Regions from separate parts of the Gossypium hirsutum genome. Here regions 2 and 3 are each linked to region 1. A link is a contact called in public Hi-C data. All regions are on one chromosome and are shown on one strand. The core of a region is the stretch at or near the end of the contact, and the rest is flanking DNA. Distances in the headings are between cores, read along the strand shown. Region 1 holds the start of LOC107920254 (protein SLOW GREEN 1, chloroplastic). Region 2 holds the start of LOC107918439 (protein FAR-RED-ELONGATED HYPOCOTYL 1-LIKE). Region 3 holds the start of LOC107919814 (E3 ubiquitin-protein ligase PRT6).

Region 1 (2,700 bases), core at 23-2,522:
GCCCTTCCAGAGAAAAGCTTTGTGGCCACCATGTTATCAACAAAGTACTCTCTATAAGGGTGATTCCTAGGAACAAGTTTCTTAACCTTTTCAAAATGCTTCTCAGCCTCATCTTTCTTCTTCATTAAAGAGTAAATAATTCCCATACACAAATATGGCCTAAAATCCCTTGGTTCTTCCTTAACTAAACCCTCATAAACCTTCAAAGCTTCCAAATGGTCCCCTTCAATCACCCGAATTTGTGCAATTAATAACTTAAAATCTCTAAAATCTTTGTTTTTCTTCTCTTTCTTGCACTTCTCCATCGCCCCTTCAATTCTTTTTTCCAGCTCTTTCAACTTTTGACCCGACTCCGAATAAGCCATTACAAGGCCGTGAAAAGCCTCGACACGAACTGGGTCTTTAGCTAATATCTCTTCGAACTCGTTCTTGGCTAGCTCGAAATCGCCACTGTAGCTATGAATTTGGGCTCTTAACATTGGCCATTCGGTGTCTTCGGGCTCGAGCTGAATCAAACGGTCGATAACTTCCATAGCTTGTGGGAGTTTTCTTGATTTGATTCGGACCTCCATGAGTGACTGTAGAGCTTCAACGTCATTTGGGTACTGAGTCAAGTGTTCCTCAATGGTTTTCTCTTGATCTTCTAAGGAGACATTCGAGTCCGTTGAGGCAGGCTCTACCGTGGGTGTTAACGTTGGGGTGGCGGCGAGGGCGGGTTTCTGGTGGAAGCGCATGAACAGGAGTGCGGCGGCGGCAGTTATGGTAATGCAAGTGGTTTTGAGTAGAGGGGCTAGCGTTTGGAGGAGGGAAGGTTTGGGGGTTTGATGGAGCGGAACTGATGAAGATGATGAGGAAGATGAAGCTCTGATGGAGGTTAATTTGAACGGTGACGATGACGATGAAGGCCTGAAAGACACAGAAGATGATATGGGTTTAGCAAATGACGGACGGTGGTGATTGAAAGAGAGATGCAGAGGTTGAAGACGGCAGTGTAGTTTAGTAAGAGACTCCATTTCTTAGTGAAAAAGAGAAGGCTTTGTGCTTTTTTATTTCTCTAAAACCCTGATTGAAGATAAAGCAGAGAAGTTCGAAGCCCCTCAATCACTGAGGATTCCAGAATTTGCGGTTTCTTGTTCTAAATGGCCGCGTTCATTTGGTTGGACGTGAAATTGAAGCCCGATAAGCATAAAATTAACCCTCCCTCAAGTTTGTAAAATACATTTAAGGCCATTGTACCAATAAGCAAGTGTTTCAAGCCCAAAGCAATAATGAATAGACAGTTATAAATAAACTATATTAATTTACCAAAATTAAAATTAAAAGTTATAAATAAACTTTTCGAGTTAAACCAAAATTTAGCAAATTTGAGTATTAGATTATAAATTTGGGAATAATCTATATTAAATTTTAAAAGATAAATATAATTTATATATAAAAATTATATTATATTAATTCCTTAAAAATATTTAAAATTTAAAATTTATATATCATAATATTAACAATGGCTACCATAAATTATTTTATTATATTTGTTCTATAATTTAAGTCTAATATTTGTTAATATCGAAATAATAATAAAATGGCACCATAGTAATAATAATAACACGTGAAAAATAAGAATGCTTTACATTTGAGTCGGTTATAATTTTTTATTAAAATTGAAGATTACATATTTCATATATTATAACATTAACAAATTTAATGTATTCCATATCATATCATATCATATCATATCATATCACATATATTTAATATAATAAGGTACATAAATTACGTTTGCGACAAGTGGCACATCTATAATTTTTTATTTAATATTTTGTTATCCTTGAAATTAGACTTTTTTTCAAAATTTTTATCAATGTAATTTCTAGATTATGTTTTAAAAATATTACAAAAGGTCATTAAATATATTTGATTATATTTTTAGGCTTGCTTTTATTTTATTTTTGAATAAAAAATTATTTTTCTTATGGTAAAATTAAGTATCCTATATATATTTAATATAACAACATGCATACACTACATTTAGGACAAGTGGCGCATCTAAAATTTTTTATTCAAGTTTTATAGTTTTTCTCTTTTATTTAAATATTTTTTATCCATTAGATTCAATTTTTCAAAATCTTTATTATCATAATTTTTAGGATTACGTTTTAAAAATAATACAAAAAGTAATTTACATTTAAATAAATATTATTATATTTTCAGAATTACTTTACTTTTTTGAATAAAAAATTATTTATCTTATGTTAACATTAATTATCCTAATTTTACGTGAAATAAGTAAAAAAAAACTAATTCTTTTAAGCTAAACCAAAAATAATAATTTTAAAATATTATAGAAATAAATAAATAATTAATATTAATTAAGAAAATTTTGAAATAATAAAATTAAATATAATAATTTGGATAATTATTATATTTAATGATTAAATTTTATTATAATTTTAATTAGATAATCAGATGTTTTAAAATTTATATTAATATTTAATTAAATAAGAATTTTAATTAAATAATAAACCATTTTATTTAATTTAAATATTATCTATAATATTATTTATTTTAAAATATAATTTTAAGATGAAAATTTTAAAAAAATAATTATCAATTTGGATAATTTACGTAAAAATAAAATATAAGTAACATTTAAATTCCAAATTTTAGATAATTTTTTTAAATAAAAATTTAAATAATATTTTT
Region 2 (2,700 bases), core at 40-2,539, 530 kb after region 1:
ACGAGCGTGTGTCTCAGCCATGTGTGACACACGACCATATGTCCCTTGTAGTTTTCAAAGGGTTGCAAGTCAGGCTGTTACATGGCTTAGCACATGGCCTGGCACACGGGCATGTGGGGTTACTTCGAAGTGTACACGGCCTAGCACACGGGCGTGTGGCTTGGTCGTGTGACCAAGTCTAAGAGTTACATGGGTACGGACACGGGCTGGGACACGACTGTGTGTCCCTATTTCGAATGCCCACATGGCCTGGCCACACGGCCGTGTGACCCATGCAGAGTTAAAAATTTTTACTATTATCTGAAAAATTCTCTGAGTTTTCAATTTAGTCCCGACTTGTTTCTAACACGTATTTTGGGTCTGAAGGGCTCGTATAAGGGACAATATGTATATTTTGAATTGATTTTAATGTATTTATTGATATGTTTTGAAATGTTTGAAATTCTGTTCATTTGTATTGTAAACTCCGATAATACTCCGTAACCCTATTTCGGCGACAGATACGGGTTAAGGGTGTTACACCCGACCTGAAAAATAAGCTTAAAATTCTATCGACACTCAACCTTGATTGAAAATACTAAACCCGAGCCTGATCTGGCCTGCTCGTGTTAATTTTTAGATTATTTTTATATAAAAATAAAGTTGAAAGTTATAATACATCAAATACACTAAAAACATTAAAATAAATATTTCCCAACAAAATAAAAATATATTAAAAAATTATTATACTTAAATAACACTAAGATAACTGCAACTTAGGTAACAAATATCTCTAAAATTGTCGTAAGATTAACAATAAAACAAGAGTTTTACATTATCTAAATAATAACAAAAAAATAGAAATAATATAATAATAAAATAACAGTAAAACAATAAAAAATACAACAAAATAGCAAAAAAAATGTTTAGACTAATTCAGATCGAATTGAACCCTTAATAAAAAAATCTTACTGAAAATCCAATTCATTTTTCGAATTTTTATTTTTATTTTTATTTATATTGTCTCACTTTTCTACTAAACATTCAGAATTTAAGAATCAGCAGGTAAAGAGTAATAACTTGAATAGTGGGATCTCTATGTACCGAAACATCTCGCAAACTACGAGAAACTCACGTGGCCACAGCATGGTCCTTACTGAGTTATCATCTCACGCGCTCCCTCAAAACACGAAACAAACGCTTCAACAATTAACATGAACAAAAACAACGTGTTAACACGTTATTGGTTACAGTAGTGCCACGCTCACATACCGAGGATCGATGAAAATTTCAACTTTATGAGAAGTGAAAAAATGGCGGATTTATTATCGGATATCCACAAACGAGGAGAAAAAGGTAGTCCTTTAGTTAAAGTTTCCTCCTTTAGCCTCAACTGAGAGTCGAAGATTTTCCGGCAGAAAATGGAAACAAATAATGAAACCAGCAACCCATCTCAGATTAAGAGGTTCCGTTTCTGGGTCTTTAATTTCTTACCTGCTTTGATTGCATGTACTTTGTAGTTTATTCTCTTGGAATCATGGAATCTTTTTTCGATATCAACATCCCTTGCGACTTGTTTTTCTATGTTAGTGGATCAGCTAACATTTTTACTAATTTAAGAGGATTTTGTGTGTGGGTGTTAGTTTTTTTTTGGTACATATTGTGGGCGTTAGTTAATATATCTAATCTGATCCTTTGCTGTTTAGTAGTTCTGCAACTGTCGTTTACCATCTGTGCTTCTCTTTGCTTAGTGGGGTTCTTTTACTTCTACCCTTTTAGCTTCACAGTATATATTTTGAGGGAAATTTTTACAAATTATGGTAATGAATATTCTCTGTTTCACTTGCTATTTTCAGATGTGAAAGAAAGAACCTTTTATAAACTTACATAATACTTATTTAAGGTCATGGTTGATGTCAATTATTCATTTTTGTTCATTGCTTTTTAATGGCATTAGGAGGTACCGTACACCATTCACTTTGCTGCTGTACATAAATGATATGATCCTCTATACCATAAAGTCCTCACTAATTCAGCAAAGCTCGAACTTGTTGAAGCCTTTAACTTGAAGTTTCAAGACCTAACCATATGGGACAAATTAACAATTTTCATAATTGAGAAAATTACTATTAATTCCTTGATATTGTCATTTACGCTTGTGCTAATCATTTATAGGCCCCTCAAGGTTTTGTTACCTTTAGATGTATCTCCACATATTTAAACTCGCATCTTCACATGCAAAAGAATGCACTCTACAAAATGGATACCAAGACTCGAAGAGAACAATTCCTATTTGTGTCTCAGAACATGGCCCAGCAAGTCGAGTCATGACATATATTATATCGGATTTTAGGTACCTTGTTGATCTCGTTTAAAACCTTGAACCAATAATGATCAATGGCCTAGCCATCTTGGATGCTTTTGTTTGTTATAACATTCAATCAGCATATTAGAAAGAAATCGATCTTCTAAGTAGGTTACCTTCCCTCCTCTTCATTTTGGAGATATATATATATATAGCTACTCCCTCTTTAACTTATTCCCAATTCTATTATCATTTTCAGCTTTCTCGAGAAGTCGATCAACATTGTTGATTTGAACAAAAAAAGGAAATTAGAGCCTGAACAATTGGGCTTGCCTTTATCAAAGCATCAATGTTGGAAGCAAAGCTCATCTTTGAAGCCTCCTACGTTTGGCAGTATCACACAAGTAGAGGGGTTC
Region 3 (2,700 bases), core at 13-2,512, 800 kb after region 1:
ATCCGTACGCACAGGAATAAAATGTGCAGATTTAGTCAAACGATCAACAACAACCTAAATGGTATCTTTCTTTCTTGGAGATAACAGTAACCCTGACACAGAATCCATGGTAATTCGTTCCCACTTCCGCTTTGAAATCATAACATGCTGTAGCAATCCCAAAGGTACCTGATATTCGACTTTAACTTTCTGTTTCTCTTCGTTTGAATTCAAGTGCTCTTGTTAAATGGTCTCTTCCACCTTCGAACATGGTTAAGGTAAATGCGGACGTGAGTTTTATCCTTGCACAAAGGAAATCATGTTCATGAGTTATTATTCGGGATGAATTGGGCCAAATTTTGAGAGCATGCAACCGACTTACATGTTCGGTATGGTTGGCATTTGCTGCTGAAGCACTGGCAATTGTCCACGGTCTCCGATTTCCTTGCGAGATGGGTTTCCATTCAATAGTTTAGAAGGGGATTCTAGAGCTATCATCAAGAAATTAGTTGATATAGTAGAGGATCTATCGGAGATTAGTGCATTAACCTGGGAAGCTAAGGAGCTTCCTAAAGCACTCCGCGCTTGTCACTTTTAGTTTGTGGGTAGATCTGGGAATAGGGTCACGTATGTAATGGCTCATGATGGGTTACAGAGAGGCGAGGATCGGTTTTGGGTGGAGGAAGCTCCTGATTTGGTTGTTCTGGCTGCTGATGAATATTGTTGCCTCGTAGACCCCCTTAATTTTTGAAGGCGTCTGTCCTTTGGGCTTCTTATTCAACTTTTGCCCCGTGTTTGGCTGTTTGGTTTTCCAATAAAGTGACCGATTTTTCATAAAAAAATATACTAAATATTATAAATTTTTAAAATGTTTTTGTAAATTGTGAATTAGAATTACTTTAAAGTAATATATATTCATATGAAATATATTTACATACCGAAAAATAAATTGAAAGATTGAATTTGTTATTAGGCCAATAAATAAAGCCCATGTTAGACTTCGATTACTGAGTTAACGAAATTAATGGAAGAGTGGTTAAAATATTTAATTTTGAAAAATTTCGTGATTAAATTGAAAAGAATAATAGTTGGGTGTTAAAAACATAACCCAGTGTACAATTATGTGACTATTCTTGCAGTTACTCCAAGTCTAGATGGGTGGAATATTCTAAACCCAGCAAAGCCGAAGGGAGGCAGGCAATCCATTGTCACAAAGGCCATTAAAGACCGGGTTTCTTAGCCCACATATAAGACAGGGATGGATCGGTTTTACCGTCCACCAAGTCCAAAATCCAACACTAGAAGGAAAATAAAAAAGGGTTAATCTTTCTGACGGAAGACATCAATAAAGGTTTTTAAGCAACAATGAAGCTTTTAGAAGTGAGATTGTTATTATAATTATTATCCAAATAGAGGACAGCAAGAACACGCTATCTCTCAGATTATTCCAGGCAATCTTGAACCACCGCCTTGAAGGAAGACCAGTTAAGCCAAGAGTGAGAGATTATTATTTACATAAATACTGAATTAATATATTGTATGTATAAATATGAGGAATACCGATGGGTCTGTTCGCATCAATGCTATGCCCATAGTGAACGACTGACTGGGAATTTTCTGCAATTCAGGACTTGATAATTTCCTTTGGGTAATTTCAAATTTGATAAAATAAAATCCATTGAAGTAAACCTGGGGAGTGAAGAAGGCTCCAGATTACGGCCGTGCTTGTATTGCGCTGATTGGCTGCTCCGTTACTGGCATTTGATTTTCCGTAATAAAATGGAATCGCCTGCCGATTCTTCGCCGATTAGGCCCCGTGATCGAGTCGTACGGGTATGTTCATTGTTCTTTCTTTTTCCCTCTGATTATTCAATTAGGTGAAAATGTGAAAATGTTGAAGCTTTATTTTATTTTATTATTCTTTTTTTTTCTAATTATACCTTGTGAATTTGTTAATATTGGATTGAATTGCTGAAAAGAACTATTGATTTTGTAATCAGAGGTTAGCTGCTTTAGGGATTCCAATGGAGTACCTTGAGAAGCGTTATGAGGGGATAATTGATTTTGTTAATGGTAATGGATTATTGTTGCCAGAGATAGTTTCCTCACTCTTACCTACAGATGAGGATGTGGCTGAGTCAATACAAGATGCTAGTTTAAGGTCTAAGAAATGGATGTGCCTAAGTATGAAAAATCAATTTCGTGAGAGTATGGTTTGGTTGCAGTGGCTGATGTTTCAGGGTGAACCGACAAACACTTTGAAAAACCTAGAGGACTCGAGTGTTGAACAACGTGGTGTTTGTGGTGCAGTTTGGGGATCGAATGACATTGCATATAGGTGCCGGACGTGTGAGCATGATCCAACTTGTGCTATTTGTGTTCCCTGTTTCCAGAATGGGAATCACAAGGATCATGACTATACGATTATCTATACCGGTGGCGGTTGCTGTGATTGTGGGGATGAAACGGCATGGAAACAGGAGGGGTTCTGCACGAAGCATATAGGTTCTGAACAGATTCGACCACTCGATGATGACTTAGCAAACTCTGTTGGTCCAGTGCTTGATGCACTCTTTATTTGTTGGAAAAACAAGCTATTCGCAGCAGAATGTATATTTCAGGAAAATATGAGAGCAACTGATTGTGGTGCTGAGCAGAGGAAGGCTGCAAATGAGCTTACTTATGTGGTTGTTGAGATGCTTATAGAATTTTGCAAGTGTA

Evidence for each region. A called contact is a pair of places that touch in the nucleus more often than the background predicts.
Region 2: a contact with region 1 is called in a Hi-C map of leaf, with 2.5 times the contacts expected there. The contact joins the promoter of LOC107918439 here to the promoter of LOC107920254 in region 1. A contact is called at or near these places in 8 of 34 Hi-C or Micro-C datasets (anther, callus, hypocotyl and 1 more).
Region 3: a contact with region 1 is called in a Hi-C map of leaf, with 2.1 times the contacts expected there. The contact joins the promoter of LOC107919814 here to the promoter of LOC107920254 in region 1. A contact is called at or near these places in 2 of 34 Hi-C or Micro-C datasets (both in leaf).

Annotation. Positions count from the first base shown.
Region 1 is chrD13:27,123,836-27,126,535 of Gossypium_hirsutum_v2.1, forward strand. LOC107920254 (protein SLOW GREEN 1, chloroplastic) reads right to left here and starts at 1,273. Exons shown (of 1, transcript XM_041108566.1): 1 at 1-1,273. The coding sequence starts at 1,013.
Region 2 is chrD13:27,656,703-27,659,402 of Gossypium_hirsutum_v2.1, forward strand. It overlaps LOC107918439 (protein FAR-RED-ELONGATED HYPOCOTYL 1-LIKE), which reads left to right and starts at 1,290. Exons shown (of 3, transcript XM_016848004.2): 1 at 1,290-1,444; 2 at 2,544-2,700. The coding sequence starts at 1,401.
Region 3 is chrD13:27,928,053-27,930,752 of Gossypium_hirsutum_v2.1, forward strand. It overlaps LOC107919814 (E3 ubiquitin-protein ligase PRT6), which reads left to right and starts at 1,263. Exons shown (of 17, transcript XM_016849187.2): 1 at 1,263-1,812; 2 at 1,980-2,700. The coding sequence starts at 1,759.